Linked DNA regions of Drosophila melanogaster: region 2 is linked to region 1. A link is a contact called in public Hi-C data. All regions are on one chromosome and are shown on one strand. The core of a region is the stretch at or near the end of the contact, and the rest is flanking DNA. Distances in the headings are between cores, read along the strand shown. Region 1 overlaps Eip75B (Ecdysone-induced protein 75B). Region 2 holds the start of rpr (reaper).

The links. Hi-C and Micro-C count contacts between places; a contact is called where the count stands out from the background.
Region 2: a contact with region 1 is called in a Hi-C map of the S2 cell line, with 2.9 times the contacts expected there. A contact is called at or near these places in 3 of 107 Hi-C or Micro-C datasets (the Kc167 cell line, the S2 cell line and embryo).

What each region holds. Positions count from the first base shown.
Region 1 is chr3L:18,000,217-18,007,357 of dm6, reverse strand. All of the region lies in intron 3 of Eip75B (Ecdysone-induced protein 75B), which reads left to right. Among named protein-coding and RNA genes, the nearest start is that of lncRNA:CR45921, 22 kb to the right of the region's middle.
Region 2 is chr3L:18,395,936-18,403,076 of dm6, reverse strand. rpr (reaper) reads left to right here and starts at 4,642. Exons shown (of 1, transcript NM_079414.3): 1 at 4,642-5,542. The coding sequence starts at 4,842. The coding sequence ends at 5,039.

The sequences.
Region 1 (7,141 bases), core at 2,773-5,272:
TCAATCGGTGTGTGCTGTTTTTATGCCATGGTCTGCGGCAGCTGCCAGCCTATTGACCAAAAAAGTGGTTTGATCAAATAATGTGGTTTGATCGGTTTCCTTTCGGCTCGTTGGCTCCCCACGATTCGATTTGGTCAAGTGGCGAAGGCTTAGCGCCCAAAGAAAAGAGAATCGTAACAGAGAAAGGGGAGAGAGCAATAGGGTTCCTAAGTCGAGATCTTTCTTTCTGGGTTCTAAAGTTACCATTAAGAACTGGTAAATAAATGTACTACATAAAACTTCTATCAAATGCATTAAACACTAATTAGTGTTGCACTTAATTCTATGAATTAAATTATTTTCTTTCTTTACTTCTCCCGGCCTATCCTAGACTATTTTCATTCCTTTAGACAAAATATTAACTGCTTAGCTGTTCTGCCACCTTATTTAGTTCCCGTCATTCATAAATCAACGCTAAATTCATATTCTTCGCCATAATTTATCCCTCCGATGAGCCATTAGGCATCTGTGTGTCTCTGTTATTAAGTGTCCAAGTATCTATTCCAATTAACTACCGTTCGAATCTATTTATCTATCGAATGCAAAGCCATAATTCAAGGCCCGTTCAAGAGCTTATTATACAAACCCGACCAAGTGCAAATTGCCAATTAAACATGAGTACTGGAAAATGCCAATATATGGAGAGATCGAGATTGATGGGTAAAAAGAAAGATAGCCCGGGTTAAGGTTTTGTGTCTCTGGCGTAATCCTAGAAAGCACGTGCGGCAATTACCAATTTTCGCAAACACATGGCCAAAAGTGCATTCAACTTGGCCAACTGCGCGCATGCGTGGCTCGCGTTAGAGTGAGAGGCCACGAGACAAGTCAATAAACTGCACAGCTTATCAGACAAACTAAGCACGATCGGAGGAGGGGAGTGGGGCAGAACTAAAACTGCAGCTGCGGGGTGCGAATTCGGTGTTGTTAGCCTGGCTATTTTCCCACCAAAACAGGGCTTGAAGCTTGATAAAAGGCGCTTTGATGGTTAGCAAGATAAGCTAAATTTATCTTAAAATTGTAAGCACGGTAGTCGAGAGATCCTAAGATATAGTAACGAACTAATTGTTAAAAACATTTAAAAATATACTTCGATATATGAATATTAAAAGTTACAAATTCTTGTAAATAAATTGGTAACGTTAAAATAATTATTATAATAAATGTGTTGGACTCTTGATATCATTATCTAAGAGCCGTAAACTCAAAGAATATTAAAGATAACCATGTGCCATTAAAATCTTTAATATATAATTGTTAAATATTTATACTATTCGAAAGTGCAACTCTATAGTTTGGCATGACTGGAGTGCGAGTAGCCCTCAATTACAGTTACAAAACTGTAAGCAGTCGTAAAACCATTCCCCCACCCCACCCCGCTGCAGTTGGGTGTGTGCGTGCGTATCTGTGTGTAGAGTCAATGCACGCAACTAGGCATAGATACGAATGCGAATCCGAAAGCCACGGCGACCAGAGAAGAATGTGCAAGAAAAAATTGCACACAAGACGAACGGTCGGAAAAGAGATAGGGGACAGGAGAGCGAGACGGTCGGAGGGAAGAGTGCATTGCACTGCCCGAAGGGTTAAAGACCCTCAATGAGCGATCCGCTGCGAGTGGAAAAATCCGAGGATCCACACACACACACCAGCGAAAATCTGTGCAGCGGGAAAGCAAAAGTGCAGCCTCCCCATGGCAAGACATTCAAAGAGGAAAAAAGAAAAACAATACCAAACCGAAACGAACCTACATCAACATCGCTGGAAAGTGGATGGCATGGGTGGGGGCGCGGGGCAGGGGATCGTAGCAATCTCAGCCTCAGTGCAGTGGCTTTGAACTTCACACAGATTCAGCTCTCTCTTTCGCTCGGCGCACGCTCTATCTCTTTCCATGGCTCTCTTTTTCTACGCCAATGCCTGCTATACCCTATACATATGGAGTAATATTGTTTTTCCTTCTGGCTTGTACCATTTTAAGTAGAACATTTATGTTTTGCTACTTAAGCGAAAAATATGTAGTTTTTAAATTAAATTGTGCTGTTTAAAAGTTAAATACAAATTTCGAAATAAATGCAAGCTATTTTGATCCAAATCTCACATATAACCAACACAGGATATAAATAAACTTTTATTCCCCTTAAGAATGCAAAATGTTACCATAATATTAACAAGCTGATGTTAAATATACATTCAATATTCAGTCAATTTGTAATAACATCTTAGAGGGTAATTCAAATGTCCATCCTTGTGGTGCAATTTTCCTGTCATGATGTTCGGTCTATGTAACAATCGATGTGGCCTGCTTTATGTGTGTGTGTATGTGTATTTGGTTTTATATTTTTTTCAATGTCGAGTTCACTTTTTAAGCGGGGCATGAGCGTTGCTATTGGGATAGATCATTGAACGTTCAATGCGCCTTGATTGAAGCGAGTCCGTGGTTTGAGTTTGAGTTGAGTGATCATCGCATCGCGTCGGATCGGATCGCTCAAGTGGAGGCGTCTGCTCCAAGGCACTTTTGATTAATTCCCACTGCACCCCGCCCAGCACCGATAAGGCAATGCGTTTCCTGCCCTTGCATGTCAGCAGATAATAACAATGGGAAGTGGAAAATGGGAAAAGCTGGTGCCCGGGAGAGGCGGCAATAGAAAAACCACCGAAAAGAACCGACTCGAATCGCTCACGAAGCAGATAAACCAAACAACAAGAAGCAACAGAAGACGAGGTCCAGAAACGAGTTCAAGTACAATCCCAGAACCAGAAAAGAACCGAGAGGGAGTGAAAAACGTATACAGGATTTAATGGGGAAATGGAAAATGCTGTGGAGCATCAAGCCGTGGAGCATTTTCTGGAAATTTCCTTGACGCGGCAAACAGGAAACCCACTGATCAGGCTAAATGGAAAATTCGAGTTAGTGCTGGTTAATGTGTATTAAAAACACACGTTTTAATTTCATTTATTTTAAATTTAAAGAAGATTTAAAGAAATGGTTAAAGATTGTTTAAAGAATTGTATAAATTACAACATTTGACCTCTCGACCTTCTCCTTAGCCTTTGTGAACTTTTCATAGTCCATGGAAATTTTTGCAAGTCTAAACACATATCGGTTCTTTGATAATTTTTGGCACTTGGCTCTAATTGTTTATGCAGCAAACAAAAACTAATAACTATTTATGGGCTCGTGCAAACAAGAGGAAGTGGTGGCGAAATGGAGGAAAGCAGTTCAACAAACTGAGACCAGGCCATGGTCAAGATGTGGCTGTATTATTTAGAATTTTTGCAGTTCCTAACAGGCGATAAAAACAACACCACAAACGCATGAGCAAAAATTCTGACGACCTTGGCTAATAAAAAGCGTGGGCAGGGAAAGCTTTGCATAGATTATGTAACTGTACCCGAACTATCAGTTGTCGTGGACCTTGAAAACCCTTATCGAATCTTAACCTTTTGCAAAAACTACGAAAATACAGCGAGTCCGGAATAAATAGAAATCAACTGCTGATAAGCACACCTGTACACCCGCTACCCCTTTTCCGCCCACACACTGTGACTTGTTCTATTAGCTATTTTTATCAGAAACAAGAGGACCAACAAATATGGGAATGAGAGAAAAAGCATTTTTAATATGGAATATACATACCCTTATATTGTTATTAAAAAGAATAAGTATTTCCATATTCTTTTACATAAGTAAGTTCGAAATCAATTTAAAAACTTCTAAGAATTATGATTTTTGTAAAAATCGAAGTAGGATTGGCCTCGTACATATATACATACATATAAGCTAAATATTAAATATTAAAAATAAATAAACATTCTTCTTAATTTAGAAAACAATCATATATAACATGGTACCCTCATTAAAAAGGGTATTCGAAAAAGTGACGCGGAGGAACAAAGCGCTCAGAGGGAGACGGAGATAGACAGTGGAAAAGAGACGGGCATATAGGAACAAAGATAAGAGAACTCTGGGCCGAGGAATTTGTGCTGCTGACCTTCATTTCGGTTTCGACGCTGATAACAAAGACTCACCGATAAGAGACTAACTGTCACTGCTTTCCCATTAGTGTGTGTGTGTGAGGGTTTATTATTATTATTATTATTATTTAAGTTTGCTGGCTGGTTACGTCGATAAGGCGCATGTGGTTCCACTGTACGCGTAGTTCTCACACACACGCCCGATTAGTGGCCATTATGACATAGGCTTTGCCCCAAAACTATTATGTCTTACGGCTTTTATCAGTTTTACACGTGGGTGATGAACTTCAGGGGGTAGTACTGTACTTACAGGTGTTATTGGGACTTACCTGGTAATCGAAGGCATTTCCAGACGGGAAACTGTCTGAGAAAGCGAAAGAATAGTGAAATATTACGTGAACTGTGCGATTAGATTTTGTATTATTGCACGATATTTGTGAAGAACCTTGATAGGAATGTATAAACTGAACCAACAAGTGCATATCTAGACATATAAACTACTTAAATTGTATAAGTTTAAATGACAAATCTAATTTGAATTATTCAGATACTCTTGCCAAGGTGTGTAGAGTTCACATCATTTATCAAATCTGATATTTTTGCCAGCCTAATTTTATCGCCGATTTTAATAGCGATAGGGTCCCTTGTCTTCACTGGGGGCAACCTTCAGAATACATATCATGCATATGTACATTCGGATCGTTCTTGTACCCATCGCCCCTTCGCCATGACATCATGAACCAGCCCAAAAATTATGCGTAATCAACGACACAATCCTACCAGAACAACCAAAAGTGCCGGAAAAAAGAAGGCACGCAAAAAAATTAAATTGCTCGAGTACGAAAAATCACTATAAAAAAAATTCGGCACAGCTAAAACGAGAAAAAAAAACAAAGAAAAAACAACACAGGCGGAATACACACATTTTCAATGCGTAAGCCGCAAAATGGTTGGCCTTCAAATTGACCGAGTTCATGAACGCGGACGGGCGGACGGATAGACCGGCGGGCTCACGCACCTTCTCATTGTGCGTTAATTATATAGATACAGATACTCAAACACATAGATAAACCAAAGAGCGATAGACGAACAGACAGACAGAATGGGGAGTTACGCAATGTGAAACTGGTTTCGGAGTTCTAAAATCTACTTGCCCAAATTGTTAACAACTAATACGGGGAAGTTTCTTTTTATTTATTTTATTTTATTTTTTTTTTTTCTTATCGTATTTACCTTACCCCTGCGATGGCAAGCTTGATTTTTTTTTTTGGCAAATTAAATCCAGCGACAAAATGCACAAGGAAAAATTTATAAAAGAGTCGTTCAACTTGATCAGTGGAGTAGCACGGAAGCCTTCAACCGCTCGCCAACCGATTAACAGTTGTCAATGATTATACCACAATAAAATAAGTAAAATAATATAAATTTGATGCCACACACTGATCCATTTCTCTGGCATGTGCGTGCGGCCCTCATTCTCAATTTATCGGTCAATTGTACGCCGTACGCCGTTCGCCGGAGAGTTGAAGGCGAGTTTTGCGTCAGGGACACTTCTTTATCGTAGTACTTTGATCCAGCTGTCGTGACTAAGTGACTAAGTAACAGCCAGCCAGGCCTCATATACCATACTGATAAACGGACTGAAATTCGCAACATAAAACGGGAGAGCGACGAGATACAACTTGGGCTTGGGATGGGGGGATGTGGATGGTTCGGATGAGTTGGGATGGGTGGGGGGAGAAAGCCAATGACATTTCCAAGGAGTTCACTCGCCTCATGATCGCGAACAGTGATCGCGGGCCAGATCATGACATGGCGAAACTCATTGGGAATTGGCAGAAAAAATGTAATCATTAGAAACGTGGTCAGGTCTGAATGATGTATCATTTAAAAACCCCAGTACATGCATAGATAGATTAAAAGATGGAATTTTCCAACACACATAAACTATGACTATTCATTCAAGACTCTTTAAACCGTCATGTGTAAATGATAGAGGGCCTGTCCCTTTTGCTATTAGACGAAAATGTAAATTCAGTCAGCCGGGCATTCCCATGATACTGATAAGGAAATACATACATACAACGCAGACATATGTACTTCAGAGTCCCTTGAAGACTAATAAAAGCGAATACCATCTCCCAAATATTGATAATAATACATTTTTTATTTTTTGGAGAGTTCACCCTCATTGAACTTGACCCCCACTTGAACCCCTGGATGGGGATCTGATCTCCTCGGAGGTTCCACTTTCGTTTTGTCTGCTCGTTTATACGTATGCGCATCTCCAGACTCGAACTCGCCGCTCCGGGGACTTGACTCTTGAGCTGCCTTGGACTGTTCTCATTATTGAAATTGCATTAATAAGGAAGTTCAATGTTTATTTTTGTTTGGGTCTGGCGGCTGAAGGAAAATGTGCTTTTGTTGTTATTATGCCGCTCGAGTCTCTGATTACGGAGTCCGGTGGCCGATCAACGTCAGCAATTCGATGTGAAAGTGATCGAAGAGCAGAGGGATAAAGGTAATTAGAGATTTGATTCAAGGGTACCGGAGTGATCCGCATTTGTAGCTCATGTATCGATATGAAGGCAATAGAATTTCTGTGCGAGCACCCCCATTGGTTTAAGCAAACTGTTCTCAAACAATCTTCATATTATCAAGATGGCAATTGAAGAGATCGTTTTAGAGATCATCTTAATATAACTTCCTCCCCTATGTGCACTTTGTGTTAGACGCATTGTCAATTTCATTCAATAAACAGTGGTATTAACAGCTAATTTATCCTAAACAGCTCCCACATTCCCACAAAAATACCCCCATAAAGACTAAGAAAAAATGAATATCTGTTTGGAGAAAAACATGTCGTATTCCAAAAAGAAAAACAAAACCCTCCCGCCTGCCGAGGAAAATGTGTTAAATTTTCCCCCGCCGACAAATGTGCCGAAAAGTAGAAAAATGGAAACAAGGAAAACTCAGTCAAAGATTATTTTTGGAACGCACGAGTGAGACGGCGAGTGTCTAGCCTTGAATGGGTCAAATGTGGGGGGAAGGTGTTGGGCAGGGAGGGGTTATCGGGGGTCTCCTAATTCAGCCACACGTGGCTCAACGATCCAGGAAATAAATTTAGCATTGA
Region 2 (7,141 bases), core at 3,393-5,892, 400 kb before region 1:
TTGCGCCGGGTGTACGAGTGGAGAAAAGGAGATAGATAGAGCACCAGTGTCCGAATCCCGAACACAGTTATGCACATGTTCTACCCAACCGCCAGACGGCGAGACGATCACCAAGGCCCCCCGCCCTCCCCACCATGCCGCTCGAAAATCAGCAGCAAAAAAGCAAGTGTGACTGGAGTAGGGCTAACGACTAGCCAACACCTCTTAGTTCAAATTAAGAGAATATTAAAAAATAATATCTTTAATATAACATATGCATTATATATAATATATATATTATTATATATAATATTACTTATAAATAATAAATCTATTTGTGCTTCTACAATATAAACAAAATAATGATTGCATATAATAAGTAATACAGTTTTGTATGAAGACAACCGTTTGAAATATATACGACTGATATACCTGTGATCAATTAATGAGTAACAGAAGCGGAGAACTCACCGGCTACAAACAGTCGTTAAACAACATTAAATGGGTCTCGTTTTGGGCTGTGGAATGAGAGCATGCGCGGACTCCGCTCAGAAACCCCCGTCTCCATCCAATTCCCATCTCATCCACCGATGTGTTCGCGGTATGACTCATCCCGAGAATCGGGACTGGGGTCTGGTGTCTTGGGTCTGGGAAACGTAGCTCCTCGGCGGTGCGCGCTTTAAGCTTCCGACCCAGACGATCGGATGGCTGGAGATCGGGATCGGTTTGGGTCGTCTGCCTAAGCAGCCCTCAATGACAGGCGTTACAAAATGAGTGAATAGAGGAGATTGCGCTGGGGAAGGGGCTTTGGGATAGGGATAGGGGCTACGGGAAAAGGTAGGAGAGTGAGTTAATGACCCGAGCACTACGGATCACTTGGCAATTGTCTTTGTTTCTTTGCCCCGTCTGGGCTTTCTAAATGGGAAATCAAATAAAACGAAATATACATTTCTGACAAGATCGAAAGGGAGACCAGAAACCAGACCACCAGTTGGGATCATAAAAAATTAACACAAATTAACGAAACGAAGCCGCAGCCGAAAAAGATACCCAAACACCAAAGTGTGAGAAATTGAGAGTTTTCGAGATTGAAAACAGTGCGGGAGCAACAAAGAGATGACAATATTCTGTTCGAGAACGTTGCGCAATTCTTGGAATATTATTAAGCATTGGCTGGGGGCGGGGGGAGCAACCTGACTGAGAGGAAACTTTAAGAATGAGTGATGATTTCGGCCCAATTATTTTATTACTGCATATAAGGATAGAGGAAGGAGGTTCCAATCCTGCAACTTTACTCCAACGGTTTTCGTTTAATATTTAAATAATGGGTAATGCAGGGAATATATAGGAAAATTTAAAATATAGGTCTAAAATAAATTGTAATGTAAAAGCTATCAATTTATCCACTGAATATAACATAAATGATCCAATAGTAGAATTACAAATGAAATGGAACGAGAGAAAGCTGAAACTACTGCACTAAATTGTTATTATACGGTTGGAACTAATAGCTAACAATTTAATAATGAACAACCTGTAGATTTGGTTGAAGTACGGATTATACGATGAGTATTGTGCATGACACAGCAGTTTGATCATAAAGGTACAAAGAGATGATTGCCAATCTAGTATTTAATTCTTTTCTTTTATTTGCCAAGAATGATTGTAGATACCCTATAAAACGGTACAATAAAATAAAAGCAAAAATTAGGGGAATTGCGCAAGTTATCGCATTGTTGATATTACTCATTAGCATTCGTGAATGTTACGAATGTTTTGTATATGTACGTACAATGTGTGATATGTAAGACATACCGATTTGAGGCAGTCCCAGACAAAGACAGAGACACGTCACAAGCTGCGGAGAGGAGTAAGAAAAAAAAACTGATGAAATTATCGCTAAAAATTTGCTTTCATTTGGGAATATCACGTTGGATGCCTCATGAAATGTAAAGTGAATTTCTGGAATCCCAATCAGAAACAGGATCGGCAAACTTCCGGGTAGATCGAAAATTCGATTGACACACTTCCCAGGAATGAATATCGTATCATGTGGGTCATTTAACATGTAGATTGAAAACTCAATCGAAGAAACATAATCCAATTTGACAAACTCAATAGGCCACAAGACACAAGTTAAATTGAAAGTCAGGCAGTTATCTATGCAAATGATATATGGGTTATTAAACAAGTCGAGATTCGACTTTGCCTGTTGCACCCCAACCGGAGGCATGCATTATTTGAATAAAAATGACAATAATTACCCGCATTATCCCTTAAGAAAATACAAGTACCCAAAATCGTAGATAACTATCTGTTACTTTGAAAATATCGCCTCATTGGGCAATTAGAGATTTAGATCAGAATCTTAAGGAAAGAAAAACTGAATGAAGTCTGTGATAAAGGCCTTGAGAGGATAATCATCGAACTAATTGACATTCGACAGCCTCAATTATGACTGATGCGCAAATTACCGCAGGTTACCGCGAAGGACATACATTTAAGGGATAACGTTAGCCATGTTTCGGTTAACTTAAGGCCCTTTCTGGCTCCACCCTTCTTGGCAATGATTCAGCTACATAAAAAAGGTCCCAACCTAAACTCCGCCCCAGAAAACGAAAGCAGACCCAAAACATAAATTTCCAACTTGAACCACATTGGTCGTCCCCCAAAACGTGCGAAAGAGAGGGAATGCCCATTTTTCGGCTTCCTCTTTTTGCCCGCTGGAGCAGAAAACGCTGTTAGAACGTAAGCCACGCCCAACTGTCCCGGATTTATATATGTTGTATGTGTGTGTTGACGCGAACCCGGAAAGAAAAGACTCATGAAAAAATAACTATAGAGTCGAATGGTTCTGCTGTGCGACTAGGACGGCAGTGTGAAAGAAAGAGAACGAGCACGCCCGGCCGAGGAAAGTAGAGTAGTTCCTTCAACAATAGACCTAGACATCAGAGCTGTGGAGAGGTGGTCGCTATAGACGATGACGCAGAACATCCCCCAAAGTGATGGCTATTCTCTATCACAGTGGAAACACTTGAGACGCACGTCGTAAGATTCGGCTGTTTGCCTGTGTGTGGGTACGGTATTACGGTACTACGGCTTTGTGGGTGGAGTTTGAATGGAACTTAAAACTCATCGCGGTTCTTTGGGTGGGGTAAAAGATTTTAGAATTATGCAGGTGGAGTTTCAAGAGCTAATTTTCTATTACATATATATATGAAATTTATTTAAACATCATAACGAAATTAAGAACAAAACAATAGTATGTTTATGGGTAATCCGACTTAGATACGATGAAAAATGATGAAATATGTATTTACGTCATTAAAGAGAAAGTTTCAGTTGAGATTTAAAATGTAAACGACCTATATATAATAATGCAGAATATATATTATTAAAGATAATTTCAATAAGCTTCCTATATGTTGGAAGAATACATTGTTCGGATATCATATCCATCAGGAAGGCAATTAATAATACTTTAAGCCGCAGGGAAATTTTCGTGTATGATTTCCAACGAAAACATTCATATCGTATCATATCATATCCGTCTGGTTCCGCTCTAATGAAAATGAATAAAATTGCACACGAAATATAATGGGACGAGCCCATTGTTGTCAATATACTGTATATGGCCTTTAATTTATGACATTGTCATAATTCTTAGTCGGAAGCTTCGGATGATTGTGTAAACACTTGTAGAGCGCGAGATACTGATAAAGAGGGATCTATCTAGATATGGCAGGTGGGCTGGTCCATGGAAAAGAGAGAAAATAATTCAAGAAATGGAACGGAACTCTTCCTTGCCCACTTGCCCATATTTCAAGTGAATCCGCCTCCCACTTGTTATAATACCCTTACAAGAAGCTATTCTGCTTAATTATGTAAATAGTTTGTACTTTAAATGTTGTACTATTAATAGCATCAATGTGTCCAACCTAAAAAATATTGGTTTTATTTTTCCATCATTTTTAGTTGGAATTTTCTTATTAATTACAATTCAAGAATTTAATCATATTATAGAAAATATACTGGCGGTAATAGCTAAAAGGACTTTTTGCTGATTGACATAGATGAAAATAAATATTTTTAATATTTAAGAAATGAAATTCGAAGGATTAATATGAAACCGGCTAGATGGTTGTACTTGGCTGTTATCAGGTATCCGGCTTAGTTTAGTTGCTAATCACTAATGGGTAGCTAGTGTAAATAATGTTAATCTTAGAGGGTATTCCAAACTTTAGTCGTGAAGCAACTCTTGTATGTCTTTCTCTGTCGAACTCCTTGATGAGAAACGATTGTCATGCCCCGACGATTTAATACAATTAATATGCTAACTGTACTTCTCGCCGCACACAGTTACAACAAAGGCGCTGCCACCAACCTGGCAACAACAACACAACCTCATACAAAAACACGCTTGGCAACAGGCGCAAGGTGGCCCCGCCCCCGCTCACGATGAAAAGTAGTACTTTTTTGGGAGCTGCGAATGAGACGATGTCAACAGAAATACCAAAACAAAAAAACCCCAGCCAGAGAGCCGAAGAGCGAAGAAGGCCAAAATGAGCAGCCACCACCAGAAAAACAGAGAACAAGGCGGCGTGAGAGAACCAGGTATAAATAGCCTCGGAGCACTACTCAATATATTCAGTTGAAAAGCAACCATCGCAGCGAACGCATCTCGAAAAAATCATTGAATAAGAGAGACACCAGAACAAAGTGAACGAACTCGAAAATACGAAAGAAAAGTGTGTGCGCCAGCAACAAAGAACTAACTCGATAAATATTCATTGTGCAGAAGAGAAAGTTATTGAGTCACTACCAGTTGTGTAATTCCGAACGAGAAGAAAGATAAACCAACAATGGCAGTGGCATTCTACATACCCGATCAGGCGACTCTGTTGCGGGAGGCGGAGCAGAAGGAGCAGCAGATCCTTCGCTTGCGGGAGTCACAGTGGAGATTCCTGGCCACCGTCGTCCTGGAAACCCTGCGCCAGTACACTTCATGTCATCCGAAGACCGGAAGAAAGTCCGGCAAATATCGCAAGCCATCGCAATGAGGATTCGAGTAACTAACAAATACGGGGAAAACCAATAGTCCAGTCCAAAATCCAGAGTACAAAGGAAATAAGCATGAGCCAACCCAAAACCCAAACACAGTCACCACTCATCAGCCGACGGCACTCGATTTCTACTGCAGTCAAGGACACAGAGCCACAACACCCACCCAATTTTAGTTTACTCATCAAAGCGATTGTGATAATGGTTTTGTTTCTACAAAAAAGCGGAGGAAAAATTTGAAAAAATAACGTTTTTATAAAGTCCCCAATTTTTTACAAAAATGTTTCAATGATATAAATCAACTTTTTTAGAAATAATTTACTCTTAAAGCCTATTTAAATGAATTACTACTGTAATAGTTTGTAAGTTCTTTTGTAAGACGAGTTTTTCTAAGTTTTTTTTAAGAAGAAACCCCAGAAAAAAACGAAGATGAGTCGAAGTTGGCTAAAAATTGCATCAATTTTTTGTCAAACAAAAAGTCAATAAAACAAAAACAAAAACTAAAAAAATTGTTGGTTTTTCATTTACTTAAATATTTTCAGATTACCATTTATAAGATTTAGATACAAAAAGCGAAGAAAGCCTAAGATGATGTCTCGAAAAACTGAGTTTGGAACAAGCACATTTTTTATTTCATTTCGCCGACGGTAAAAGGAACTTTCTAGAAGGCTGTTTAATAATCAGTGAAATTATCGGTGGTTGTGAAAATTATTTTACATGTGTTTGGTTAGGAAACGTTAAAGATTTTTTTTTGTTTTGAAAAAGTTTTTCATTTGATTTCCGGCGTTCGGTGACAGAGTCCGCTTTGAAATATATCTTAATAAAATATTAAGATTGATATTGCCGGAAATAATAATAATAATAATAATTATAATAATAATAATAATTTAGTTATAATAATATTAATGCAAGCTAATTTCTTGAATTATTGTAGAACGAATATAATTATAAATCGGTATTACATATAATAGAATCTTAACCACATTATTTTTAGTTTTGATATAAACTATTTGTTGTAGAAAGTTAAACCACGTTTTTATTAGTCACTTTCCAGACAATAGATTTATTTAAACTTCATTGTTCTTTAGTTTTCGATATCTTATCGATATGTATATTTAGACATGGCTAGATCAACTCCAAAAACTGGAATATTGTTAAGATCAATCACATCAATTGAATTAGGATATGTATGAATATTATAATTCTATATAATAATACCACTTCTACCATTAGATATTTTATTTTTAATATAAAAAAATGAATTCCCAATTTCTTGGAATGTGCAAAGTTAAGGGAGAATGAGTCTTTTAGTCCAACTTTTCCACTCTGAGAAAAACTTTTCAGCCACTCCGACAACATTGTTCAACACAAACGGCAGCAAGAAAACACACAAAGAAAATTCAATTATGCAAAAAGGAAATACAAAAATATTTGCCAAGATTTTTCGATGCAGAAACTTTGTAACAAGAGAGAGCAGGCGGGGGAGTTGCCCCTACGGCAGTCTTGACATCTTTTCCCCTCTATAATTTCAAAAAATTAGGTGCTAACAAAACAATTTGCATTTTTAAGTTAATTTTGGCAAGCGCCAAATGGCAGGGAAAAATTCGATGTGCAATTCTTGAGGGTCTCGTCATCAGCTCGAAGGATATGACTCTGTGTTCCGCGAACGCGGCCAGGACTTTTAATTAAACTTTTGCACTTATGCAGCTGCCATATCCTTGCACATCCTGCAGTTCAATTCACTTTGATTGCCCGAAAAAAGTTAATAAAAGTTGGCAAAGCTCGCGCAAAAAGAAATCAGAAATTTCACTTTGCCAAACAAAACTAATTAACGTTAAACAGATAAAACTTTTGCCCACGCCAGCCGGAGTGGCATATGAAAAATAATTAACACAAGTTTATGATTATGTTTGAAGCTGCGCCAAACGTCGAGCGATTTGTAAGCGAAGTGCTGTAAAAATCACAGACGAAAAGCATTTAATCCCTAGCAGCAAATTCTTCCAAACTTTTATTTCTGTCTCTGCTGTTAATTAGTTCGAAAAGTGTTTCTAATAATGCCAAAAAGATGCAAAAAATACAATGGAGCCCGCTTAGAGTTAAG